Regions from separate parts of the Drosophila melanogaster genome. Here region 1 is linked to region 2. A link is a contact called in public HiChIP or PLAC-seq data. All regions are on one chromosome and are shown on one strand. The core of a region is the stretch at or near the end of the contact, and the rest is flanking DNA. Distances in the headings are between cores, read along the strand shown.

Region 1 (6,977 bases), core at 743-3,242, 480 kb before region 2:
CCAAGAGCAAATCAATGTCATGCCCGCCGGCATGAAGCTGCATCAGTTGCCATCAAATCTAGTTCCGGCGTCGGCTTACCAAATGTATGGTCAGCCTACTTATGCAGCTCCCTACGGAAACGCCACTTCCACAGCCCTTTCTTCCTCGGGTGTCAATTTGGATTCCATATCGATTCCTCCGCCACCGGGTCAAGTACCGTATCCAAGTCAGGACGCCAGTCGGATGGGAGCTGTTAAAAAGTAGGAAAACCCTGTGGTCTACAATGGTTCCAATTCAATAAATCATTTTTATAAAATTAAATACAAACTTTTTAAAGTGGTCAGTTCCATAAAAATGACTTAATATTAATAGAATTTATCCGTATGGACGAAATTGTTTTCGATTCGAATTGTTAAGAAAAAACACCAAACAATTAGAGAGGAGAAGATAATAATAAATGATTTAAACTCTAAAAAAAAAAAGAAAAAAAGAACAAATTTTCGTCACAAAAGCTTATATCAAAACTTTTGTACATATGTATGTTGATGTGCGTTCGTCACTCGTTTTTACCTTTAATAAATGCTTTTCTTTGATTTGGACGATATTTGGGATTAAAAAAAGTACACCAATGCACATGTACATATGTAAGTTCATTCTTCAGTATTTATAGGGGAACTTAACATTGGGATTATGACTACCTCCCTGCATTCCATTCATTCAGATTTCATCAGCTCATTACTGATCATTAAAAATCTCGATCAAATTAATCACAGGTTAATTTGTATTAAAAAAAAAAACCATGACCTGAACCTATGTTCTAGGAAATCATCGCATAGCGCAAAATCAAAATCACGCATAAGCGCTATAAATGATAGCTCAATTCATCTCTCTACACCTCTTTTTATTCACTTAATCCTCTATCAATTTTAATGAAAAAGTGAAATTTCAGTCATTTATTAATAAAAATGTATTTTCTTAATTAGACTTATTTAAATTATGCATAGGATTTAAATTTAAGAATACAAATACATATATATGTATGTGAAATTCCAGAGTCTTTGGCGTCCTGTCCTACGGAGTTAGGACCAGCTTCTTTTCAGTTCACATGTCCGATTTACCTTAAGGTAAAATAATGTATAATTATGTATACAAAAACGAGTTAAACCAATTTACCTTAAATTATCGTTTCTGTGAGTAGTGTTTGTTGCTTATTGTAAAATAAATCCATTACCTGTAATTATTATTGAATTAAATTCCAAAATATTTACAATTTTTTTTTAAAACAAGCACTCAAAATCGCGTCTACTTCTCACAAAAGTCTATAGGCAAGTGATCTGCAAACATGTTCTATGTACATTACAAATTTAAAATTTAAATTTAAATTTGCAATTAAATAAAAAATCGCATACTGAGACCTTCGGTTAGAAATTAAAAAGCGATGAATTTGTTTTCAAAATCATCGCTTATTCCTCGTTATGATTAAGAACATTAGCATCGCTTTAAAATTTTAAGAGAGAGATGATGTAATATTTTTTAATAGCGATGAATTGTGGGACTACAGGGTAGGTAAAGGTTACATATGTACAGGTGCGAGCAGTGCAAATATGTTTATTCTAATGAAATCTTAGACTAACTGTAAATTATATAATGGCTATATTTCTTTTACCCGTCACTCTTACTCTTCTTTACTTCCAGAAAGGGGGTTTTGTCTTAGCTAAACATATGATTAATGTATTCTATGTTTTTTCAATATTCATTCCAATATACAATTTTACAATTAATGGTTTTGCAACAGCTATTTTGAAGTTAATTATTGCTTGTTTTGTAGTTTTTACCGATAAATCACACGTGTGCAAGCGATCGCTTATTAAAACAGTAATAAGTAATAATATTTAAAGTAACGACCAAACGATTGGGAATAATCTTTCCAGCGATTTAAACCTTGAAATAAAAAGTAAGTGTCATCCCCGTATGATTATGCGCACATTCGCAGGGCGACGCGTGCACCTAGGCGAGAGTTTTAAAACTTGTTCAGCGGATCTTGATCATTACATTCTCAAGTCTGTCGTACAGCACGTTTAAGCCCGCTGATAGTAAATCAGAGCAATGGCAACCGTGTTTCTTGGAACTGTCGTGCACACCAAGTCGTTCAGCGAGTTTGAGTCCTTTGAAGGAGGATTCCTGGCAGTGGACGACGCTGGCAAGGTAGGCAATTTAATGCCCAGAACAAAACAATGAGCAATGAACAATTTCGCTCACAGATAATAGGAGTGGGACAAGACTACCATGCGTGGGCAAGCAGCAATCCGGCCCACGCCAAGGGTCTGACCGAGGTTCACCTGTCGGACTACCAGTTCCTCATGCCGGGCTTCGTCGACTGCCACATACACGCCCCGCAGTTTGCGCAACTGGGACTGGGACTAGACATGCCTCTTCTGGACTGGTTGAACACATACACTTTCCCGCTGGAGGCGAAGTTTTCCAACCACCAATACGCCCAGCAGGTCTACCAGGGTGTGGTCGTAAGTAGTACTTGGGAGCACACAAACGTCTTATCGATGGGTCGCACCGGCCGTCTATTTTTATTAGCTGATAATGATAATATTACACCCCAGGAAGCAACACTGCGGTGCGGAACCACTCTGGCGTCCTATTTCGCCACCAACCATCTGGAGTCAACGCTGACCTTGGCGCGGGAGGCGGTGCGTCAAGGCCAGCGGGCACTGATAGGCAAGGTCTGCTCCAACTGCAACAGCCCCGAGTTTTACGTGTAAGTACAGAGCGTGACGGATTTGGTCTGGTCAACTCAATGTTGTTGCTCTGCACAGGGAGACTGCGGAAGAGTCGGTCAGTGCAACCCTGGCTTTCGTGGAGGGCGTGCGGAAGCTCGGCAGCCCGATGGTGATGCCAACGATTACGCCCCGCTTTGCCCTTAGCTGCAGCAAGGAGCTGCTAAAGAGTCTGGGCGATATAGCAAAGCGATTTGACCTGCATATCCAGAGTCACATCAGCGAAAACCTGGAAGAGATCGAGATGGTAAAGGGGATATTTAAGACCAGCTATGCCGGAGCATACGACGAGGCTGGACTGCTAACGAATAAGGTTAACTCTTTTAGGTTCCAGTATGTGTCCTTTCTTAACCTTTACTACCTTACAGACTGTACTGGCTCACGGCGTGCATCTGGAGGACGACGAGGTGGCACTTCTTAAAGTCCGGGGGTGCTCGGTAGCCCACTGTCCCACTTCGAACACAATGCTAAGCTCCGGTCTGTGCGATGTCCAACGGCTGGTGAGCGGCGGCGTGAGCGTAGGTCTCGGCACAGACGTTTCGGGGGGAAACTCCGTCTCGATTCAGGACGTTCTGCTCCGCGCATTGGACGTGTCAAAACACTTAGACTTTTTTAAGAAGCAGAACATCCGCGGGACGGGTGTGTCCAAAACACAAGATTTCAATTACCATCAGTTGAAGTACAAGCAGGCGCTCTACTTGGCCACTTTGGGTGGCGCCAAAGCGCTGTCCCTCGATCACTTGACCGGAAACTTTGCTCTAGGGAAGGATTTCGATGCTTTGTTGGTGGATGTCAGCGTCGTCGATAAACCCTTGCGGAGGCTGAGCGTCGATGAGCTGGTGGAGAAGTTCATTTACACAGGCAGTGACCGCAACATTGTAGAAGTTTTCGTGGCCGGCAAGCGTATTAAACAGGGATACCAATGAGTCACAGAGCAGTTCTACCTTTAACAGTGGCATTTCACAAGGAAACGTATAGAGAATTTATTTTTATAGTGGCAAACATTAAATGCTGAAACGGAATTTAGATAACCTCTAATATGCTTATTTATGTACACAGCTAAAAAGTAAAAGCAAATGGTTTTTTACTAGTTTTACATTTTATATTCGGAACAGCTATGTACAAATGCCATACTTTTTGCTTCCATCACTTTATAGATTAATCATATAATCATATATTGACTAATCGGTCAAGGGCATACCGCAATTAATCTAATTACAGCGAAAAAGTGTATATTAATATACACGAATAATTGATCTCTATTGTTTGATGGATAAGGCGTGAAATCATTGGGTAGTCGCCGAAGTCTGAAGGCTTTGTTCTTAACTTTCCGACGTTATTTTTGGGCGGACTGTTGTTGGATGCAATGGGAATGTTGGATTCGGGTTTTCTGTTACGCAAATTAAGTAGAATGTCCTCGGGCGTTCATAATTTTTAAAGTTTGTTTGAGCTATCTAAATTGCATACGCATACATATGCCAATACTTCAACTTTAAAGATTAAAGCTCACACTTTTACATGAATTTACATTAGATTCAGCTAAGAGTACGAAAATACGGGCTAACTGTGATATATATATATGTAGATATAAGACGCGTTTTACGCATTAAACATATTTTGCTGCGTGGCATCGTTTTCAAAATCTGTCCATGCGTTGTTTAGTTCCATAAATATAAGCTTGGCAATCTCTTCATTCTCTGTTCCATTATGCTAAAAATAGATTGCATTAACATAAACCACCTAGTTTTTGCATACATCTTGTCACATACCTTATCAGGATGCACTGCTAGGCAGGCGCGACGGTATGCTTTCTTAACCTCGGTCGGTGTCACCATGGTGGACATCTCGCAGCGCTGCCACTTGGCATTGTCCCACAACACTGTGTGCATAGAGCAGAGAAGCGCACGGATGTTGTTTTTCTTACCATCAGTCTGCAAATTAGTTTAGTTTTAATTTACTAACGACGAAGTTTTTTTCTTGTAAGTTTTCGTTTGCACATACCCATTCCATAATCCGCACTTTCTTCGGGTCCATATCCTTGAACAAATCTTCCTTGCGCATTTCATTGATGGATCGTGGACACTGGTTCATTTTGCTGCCAAAGGAGTATCCTTGTTGGCCCAGAATGTCAGCAAATATGTCAGAGTTCTTGGACCCGCCAGTGCCCGGTTGCTGGGCTGCTTTCTGAGAATCAAAGTGAAGTCGACTGTAGTCTGGTCTTGATTGAGCAGGTACCGCCTGTGGCTGCGTCGGCGTCCTGATAGACGATGTCGAGGGCAGAGTCTGCGGTGTCGGCGGTGTATGCATAAACGTTGCTTGTGGTTGCGAGGATGGCGATGGCTTGTGAGTGGGGCTTGAGAACTGAGTAGGCTGCGGACTAGTGTTGACGGGAGACTTTCCACTTAGCGTGCTGCGGTTAAAGTTTAAGTTGAGCCCTGTCGCCAGGTCGGCGATGTTCGCAAATGGATCTGCAGATGCCCTTGCCGGATGAGTTGGTGAAGGATTGGTGGTAGCCGCTGGCTGAGCAACAAAAGTTGGTAAGGAGCCAACGAAAGGTGGAAAGCCTGATGGCTTCATGCTGGGCACGCCACCTTGGTCCACAGATCCAAATATGTCGAATGGGTCATTGTTTATTTTTGGTTGCGGCTGCTGCAGTGGCGGTGGTGGCAGTATGTCAGGAATTGGCGCAGATCCTATGCCCGTAGAGTCATCATCACCGAAGGCCCCTAGCAAGTCAAAGCTGGCATCTGTGCTGGGCTTAGCGCTGGTTAACGGATCTGCTGCTGGTACGTCACTGGGCTGCTGGTTTAAATTGAGCAAGTCTATGGGCGGAGATGGCTCTGGCATGGGCGAAGGCAGTTCGTGGGCGGTCTCCGTGACGTCGGGCAAAACGAGCGGAGAGCTGACGCGATCACTCTTGCGGGCACCTGGTGGTGGTGAGGAACGCGTGCTAGGCTTGGTTACTAGAACACGCAACAAAATTAACCATAATGCACAGAGCCAACGAGCACACGCACTTACCAAAATTGTCGAGCATTTCTGCATACTCCAAATCTGAGCTGAACAAAGCGGCGGGTGACCGCTTGGGCTTGGCTGGCATCCATGGTGGCTTATGGCTGGGAGGTGATTCCGAGTCAGTAACAGCCAGAGAAAGTGAAACGCAGAACCGAGGTGTCACCTGCTCAGGGTCTGGCAGATCATCCAAGTCCTGGTTTGTGAATGTAATCAACGTTTCTGGTTCGGGGATGAATCCCGTGTTGAATTGGAACTGACATATCTTGAGGCCTTGTGGTCGCACCATTCCTTTGCGGGCGTGAAATAATACCACTGTCACATCACCGCATGCGGTCAAGTTAATCGGCAGAACTATTTTGCCGGGGCCGGCCTGATACAACCTGCAAGAGTTGGTCAACCAAAAGTAATTTACAAATATGTCTTGCTCTAATTCTTACCGCATTTTTTCATAGTCCTGTAGAGTGCTGAGTAGCAAGTTTCCATTACAATAAACCTCCATATAGATCCTACAGCCGTCGCGTGCCTTGGTCATTCTGGGCACAGGCTGGCAGCTGAGTGAAACAAGGGTTGTGTTCTTATAGTGCGGCAGCAGGGGCGTGGGCCGCAGGATGTCACCGAAGTAATACAGGTAACGGAACTCGGAGGGGCGGAGGTTAATGGTATGCCGCTTAACGGCGAAGACTTGCACCGCGTCCTCCGGCTCCCGCAGCAAATCTGCATACATAAGAAGCGCGCATATAACGGTGGCAGCAGTGCATCCACCCGAGTCTCCAGTCTGCACGATAACGACAGATTTGGGGTCCGCATTTAGAAAATTGTACATGTCGGCTGATACGGTAAAAAGGCCCTAATGAAAAAATCAAGATTTCATTTGTATTTCATTATATAAGAGTCCTTAAATGTAAAAATGTTTTTCAAGCGCGAAGAAAACAAAATTTTTTCTTTTCGATATACACCAAAAGTTCGGGCACATACATTTGATACCAGCTAAAACATAAACCCAACTGTTTTCGGTCATGATATGTACATATGTCAAAGGTTGGTCTTTACACAATAAACCTACTGCTGTGTTCATAAAAATAACAGTGCGAGGGAAACTATGTAATACAAAGGTATTTTTGAATGTCCCTTTTGGGAATCGACTTTTTATTCCACTTATTAGTGTAAAATGGAATGGAACGTTAAGTCCCGAA
Region 2 (6,341 bases), core at 2,002-4,501:
GGGTCTCGTCAAAAATTAACTCCTCCGGGGAGGGTACATCTTACCGCAATCCACCTCCCCGTCGAGAGGGACGGTCATGCCTGTATATTGTGTACATACCTACGAAGACTTCGGAGTTAAGTATCTCCGGCTTTAACCAAGTCTCTGTGAACACTATTATATGGGATGCAAAGGAAAGACTATCACAATACATTTTGGTTAGATTGCTACGCAAGCCTCTAGCATTTTGACTATTCGTTGTTAGTTTACGGGTTTATGGGTGATTTTTTTCCAAAGTGTGGACGTTAGAGTGGGCGTGGAAAAAATGTTTTTTGCAAGTCGATAGAAATTTACAAGACCAATAAAAAATTGCGAAAAAATATCAACTCATTTTTCAAAAGTGTGGGCGTGGCAACATAGGTCAACAAACTTGCGCTGCGTCTTTGTCTCTGAAAAGTGTATGCTTAATCTCAATCTTCTAGCTTTTAGGCTGACGGCAGAGTGCGCGCGAGAAGCAAGTTGGCAGAGTGAGAGCTTTGCGACAAACGAGCTACATGGCTTATTTAGGTGAACGTGATGGATTCGGACGAGGATCAAGCGCAACTAGTAACTTTCTGTTAATTTGTGGCGTCCACCCCCTTAACTGCAACAGAAATGAAAAATGCGGACTCAATAATTTATATAATGACTTACGAAACCACCCAGAAAGGTTTTTTAATTATGCGCGGATGTCTATTTCGACTTTTTATTATATTTTAAATAAAATTAAAAGTCGTTTGACGAAGAATTCGACAAATTTTGTTAAACTGCCTTGCCAAAAATTAATAAATTATGTAAATAAAGCACAGAATATAACAAAAAAATCGTAAGCTCTGAGCGAGTTGAAGCGATAAAGCAGATTGTAAACTGCTCTCTCGCTTTATCGCTTGAGGTCGTAACTCGCTTCGCTCTCACTCTGACATCTTTCGAGCGATTCCACTTAAAAATGCATGCAGTGGTTTATCGCTCGTTTTCGCGCAATATTATCGCTTCTCGAACACACTCTGTCGTCAGCCTTAGCGTACAAAAGAGCTGCTTTCTCTAGAGCTCTCCGAGAGCTTCTTAAAATAATCGTATCCTGACATGGTGTATAACATGCAAAATAGATTTCTCTTCAAGACGGATAATGGTGATCACAAATGGATTATAATATTAAATTGTCTTTTTTGGAATATTTTTGGAAAATCACATAATTCAACACTCTTAAGGCCTCAGTATTAATAAGCACTAAATAAGTATATTATTTTCATTACTCAATTAAATATTTTATTTGAATTAAAAGGTAATAATCTTTATTTTAAAGAATTTAAATCCTTTTCACACGTCCTATAAGCGATGCCCATTCCAAATCCAGCGCCGAGCCATACAGGCCATGCTCGTCTCTTTAAAATTAAGAAAGATACAGCAGATCCAATAATTACGCCTCCACCTGAAAAAAAGTGGTATTTTATTTATCCAATTTAATTTAATTAGTTAAATTATTTAATTGAGCTAATATTAGAGTGAGCTTGGTACGATTTTTTTAGATATGTTTGGCAAGACAAATAGTAAAATCAACATTTTCAACACATTTTTAAAAATTGTGGTTGTGGCAGTATTGGGTGGTCGGTGGATCCCAAAGAAGCTGGGGTCGGAAAATCGAAATTTGATAAATGGAATTGTTTGCCCATGGTTGCCGACAAATTAGTTTTTTTTTGCAATTGAAAAAAAAAATATTTCGAGAGGTGGGCTAACGAAATTAGTTACTTTTAAGGGTGGGCAAACTATAAATATTTTTGAACAGGTATTTTTTAATGTTACAAAAATAAATTAAGTATTAAATAAAACGATAGAAAAATGGAAGTGCAAATAAAAAAAATTTTAAAGGATAGACAAATGATGAAAACTAATGTTAAAGTATGGGCAAATCTAATTTTAAAGGATGATATCGATTCTTAAAAACCGTTTTATCAAATGGTAATGAAATGTTATTAATTGAAAAAAATAATATTTCGAGAGGTGGCTTAACAAAATTAGTTACTTTAAAAGGTTGGGCAAACGATAAATATTTTTAAACAGGTATTTTTTAAGGTTACAAAAATAAATTAGGTATAAAAAAAAAACGATAGAAAAAGTCAACGTTTTTATTTTCGCGAATTTTCTTTTTCGAAAATACAGATCTCGAAATCTGGACGTGGGCATAAAAACTAATTGGTGGGCAAACGATTTTAGCTTTCAAATATCTAAAATTCGATTTTTCCGACCCCAGCTTCTGTGAGCTGGCTTGTGGGCTTTGGAATGACTCCAAAAGGGTAGCAATCGTCCTTGGAAATTCCACAGCTGATTGATTTATGAAGAAACATCAGTTTGAAAATTACAGAATTGGTGGGATGGAGGAAGTCCAATGTGCACGAAATTATTCAAAAGATTCCGATCTTAAAAGTTTTTCGCAAGGCCGAACTAGGAAAAACGTGTAATACACCGCATACCAAAGATTTTCACAAAAAAGTTAGCTTTAAAAGCCTCAAGAACAATGAGTAGAGTAAGATTGAAGAAAGTTGCAAATTTGGATACCAAACCGTTTTAAAACAAAATGCTGAGAAAGTGAAAATCGCAAACAACTTTGCCTCTTACTAAGCCAACTCGTTTCCTAATAGCCTGCAAATTTTCATAGACAGCAAGGATTTGCAACGAAATATTAAAATTGTTATTTGCATAATTCTATCAACAATTCAAATAAAAAATTATTTTATATCCCGAACTTCGGCATATTTTGATGTTTTTTGGAAATCTGCGAGGTATGATTACGTTTCTGAATGTTTAGCTTAAGCAAACCATTTTAATTATAAAATTATTTTTAGTTTGCAAGATTTAAACAATACACTTGTCTACTCATGCCATACAACTTTATACAACTTAGCCTAGCCAAATTATAATTTTTCATACATCATATGCTGGGTTATTAAAAATGGTAATAAATGCCATTTAAAATACCGTTTTGATTTTGCTTTTAAAAATTGATATTTCAATATGCAAATACCACGGTTTAAAAATGTTACGTAAATGTTCGTACTCACATCCTTTAATTAATACATCAGAAACGCAATGATCTAATCTATTGCATATTTTTTCCTCGAAAATATTATCGCGAGAAGTCATTTTTATTGCCAAAACAACGTTAAAAGGACTTAAAAAATTATTAACGTAAAATTATTAGTAGTCAAACGCGCACTGGCCAATGGGTAATACCAGTACTTTGTAAATTTCGATGTGCGTCAAGATAACGTCGATAAGTTGCCAACAATTAAGAAACTATGGAGAGAGAAACACGGATTCATATTATAACCTCGCAGAGAATATTTTAATATCTTTAAAAAAGTTGCGAGGCATTAAAGAAGACATTTACGGCTGTATAAAAACACTACATTCTTAATAAGTACGAATAGCCAAGTCAATATAACCATGCCCTCCTGTCCTTCCTTTTGCAAACTGGCTTCTACGCTTCAAAGCTAAGAAACTAATTACAGTTTGTCAAGAAACTGTGAAATAAGTTGAATTTTTGATTTTAAAGGTAAAAATGAAGGGTTCTTTGCTTAATTAAACGCAATTCTTTTATTCAATATAATTAAACAACATTTATTTTAAGTATAAATCAAAAAACAAATTAAAAATATTAAATATACAAGAAAATAAACAAGAAATTCCAAGTTTACACACTTCAAGAAACTCTTTACACAAAACACTTAATCGAAGTTTACTCCTAAATTTTTAAATTATTTCATTAAAATTTTAAAAGTTTTAGTATGTAGTATGTTCCCCGTTGGCTTACGCTACAAGTTGAAGCCTTTTTTTTCATGGAATGGATAAGTTTTTGTAGGTCATATTCAAGCAGGATCTTTTCACACCATTCGACTATTGCAGTCATAAGCTGTTGTCGTGTTTTAGGGCCCTTTTTGCCACCTTCTTCTTTAAGTAGGTCCACAAATTTTCAATGGGGTTCAGATCAGGACTCTAAGGGGGCTTATCGATCACTTTACCACAGTTATAAAGGAGCCAGGTGCGTACATTGCACATACTACATACTAAAATTTTTAACATTTTTATGAAATAATTTAAAAATTTAGGAGTAAACTTCGATTTAGTGTTTTGTGTAAAGAGTTTCTTGACAGTCTCAAAAGTGTGTAAACTTGGAATTTCTTGTTTATTTTGTTGTATAATTAATATTTTTTTGACTTATAAGTAAAATAAATATTGTTTAACTATATTTTATAAAAAATTGCGTTTAATTAAGCAAAAAACTCTTAATTTTTACCTTTAAATTCAAAAATTCAACTTATTTCACAGTGTGTAAACAGTTTCTTGACAAACTGTATATATGAATGAAACTTTCCAACAAGTCTTTTTTTAATTACAGGTAGTATAAAACGCAGACATAATCGGTCTCTTATATCATGTTTATAATATATTAACTTATATATAACTATATATATTTATATATACATATTTATATATATATATATATTTACATATATATATATCCTATATATTCCTTCTTGTTTCACCTAAAGTTTACTTCATTTTGGGCCTACTAACAAAATTAAACGGCCCAGGTTAAGAAAAAACTATTCACACTTTTGCAGAAAGTTGAGGAATTTATAAATAATATAGGCTAATACATGTCCTGCACCAATGTAATAACAATACGGATGCTATGTATTACTTCGTTCCCAGAGCACTGTATCCTAAAGATTTTTTATGTTTAGTGATTATAAAAAGGCATATTAAGTTATGCTCAACAGTTTTCGAGGAGACAACATTTTCCAATTCTTTTTACCCTTGGACGTGCACGCACAGATTAGCTTAAACAATATTCGATATCCACTAATATTTCATACCTGTTTCTCAGATCAAAGACACTAGAAGAACAAGATGCGTAACGGCCATACATTGGTTTGGCACTATGCAGCCACTTTTTTAGTGACGGCCAAAATTGCTCTCTTTCCGCTCGCTCACGCTGAGAGCGTAAGAAATCTAAAAATAGAATTTGCTTGCTTGTGTGAGTAAAAACAGGAGACGAGAACGCTTATATTTGTGCGTAATAGATAGACGATTTTCGGGTCGAAATCAATTCTGATCGAAGAAACGAATTTACATTGTACATATTAGGGTAGTTTTGCCAATTTCGTAGCAATATGATATAATAAAATAATTTTTAAAAATTCGCGCCCTGACTATTATAATTTTAAAGCTTTTTAAATTTGTTTGTTAAAATTGCCGCTCGAATTAGCTACCGTTTACAAATTTATATTTATGTTTAATTCTAATTTGTCTCTCATCTGACAATTTTTAAAAAGCGAAATATTTTTTTTGAAACACTTTTAATGTTAATTTTACATCATATTAAGTCAAATGATTTAATAAATAGAATTATTCTAGTGTCTTTGCTTTGTTCAGGCACGAAGTGCGGACACAAGCACTCTACAATCATTGCCCTATTAATTTTTCACACGCTGCAAGATGAATACTCTAATGACAAATATTCTTATATAAAGTAATTTTTGAAATTTATTTTTGTGATAATATGTACATAGCTATTTCTAATCTATTTTCAAATAATAATAACGTTAAGGCAATGCAAAACAAGAATTTTTCGCATGGTGCCAATTGATCAAAAATAATATAGATTTAAAGTCAAAGAACTTCTATGGTGAAGGGCATATTTTGTCAAATTTACAATGCATGAGCATACGTATTAAGGTATTAAAGGTTTTAATTGAATTTTTCCCAAACGAAGACCAAAAATTCCCTAGTTATTCCCTAAGAAATTTGATTAAAAACATGATCTCTGAAGGTAAAAAATCCGCTGAAATTGGTCGCATTGTCGGTTGTTCAAGCAAAATGATCCGCAAAGCACTGATGTTTGTCGAAAAGACCGTAACACGGCGAAGAAAGCCCTCAATGTCCAACGTAGAGATCAAGCGCTTGGTTCGGCAAGGCAAGAAGGAGCCTTTTAAGCCGGCGACGAAACTGAAGCAGGAGCTTCTGATAGCTGAAAGCGTGAAAACAAACGCTTAGGACAAAACAACCTTAATGCGTGCAGCCCAAGGAAAGTCCCGCTTTTGACTGTTAAGCATGTGGCAAAGCGAATCGAATATGCCAAGATTCCCAAGGACTGGCCTGTGGAGAAGTGGCACAACATTTTGTGGTCAGATGAGACCAAAATTGTGTTGTTTGGTGGGAAAGGCTCTCGGTCTTATGTTCGGCGTCCACCACGAACTGAATATAATCCTCGGCTTCACCTACTATGGAGTAGGTCCGATCCATTGGATTCAAGGCATCATGGA

Evidence for each region. HiChIP or PLAC-seq counts read pairs in DNA pulled down with a chosen protein or histone mark.
Region 1: a contact with region 2 is called in a POLR2A S2P HiChIP or PLAC-seq map of the Kc167 cell line, with 2.2 times the contacts expected there. The contact joins the promoter of DhpD here to the promoter of CG41128 in region 2. A contact is called at or near these places in 1 of 107 Hi-C or Micro-C datasets (the ML-DmBG3-c2 cell line) and 1 of 6 datasets of contacts at active chromatin or transcription factors (the Kc167 cell line).

Annotation. Positions count from the first base shown.
Region 1 is chr3R:4,224,253-4,231,229 of dm6, reverse strand. It overlaps DhpD (Dihydropterin deaminase), which reads left to right and starts at 1,992. Exons shown (of 5, transcript NM_141182.3): 1 at 1,992-2,185; 2 at 2,242-2,502; 3 at 2,596-2,750; 4 at 2,809-3,082; 5 at 3,138-3,843. The coding sequence starts at 2,087. The coding sequence ends at 3,695. aux (auxilin) reads right to left here. Exons shown (of 13, transcript NM_164317.3): 9 at 6,222-6,631; 10 at 5,791-6,164; 11 at 4,771-5,732; 12 at 4,539-4,700; 13 at 3,712-4,479. The coding sequence ends at 4,369. It overlaps CG14641, which reads left to right. Exons shown (of 1, transcript NM_141183.4): 1 at 1-451. The coding sequence ends at 244.
Region 2 is chr3R:3,747,273-3,753,613 of dm6, reverse strand. It overlaps CG41128, which reads right to left and starts at 3,251. Exons shown (of 2, transcript NM_001015402.3): 1 at 3,075-3,251; 2 at 1,261-1,447. The coding sequence starts at 3,156. The coding sequence ends at 1,311.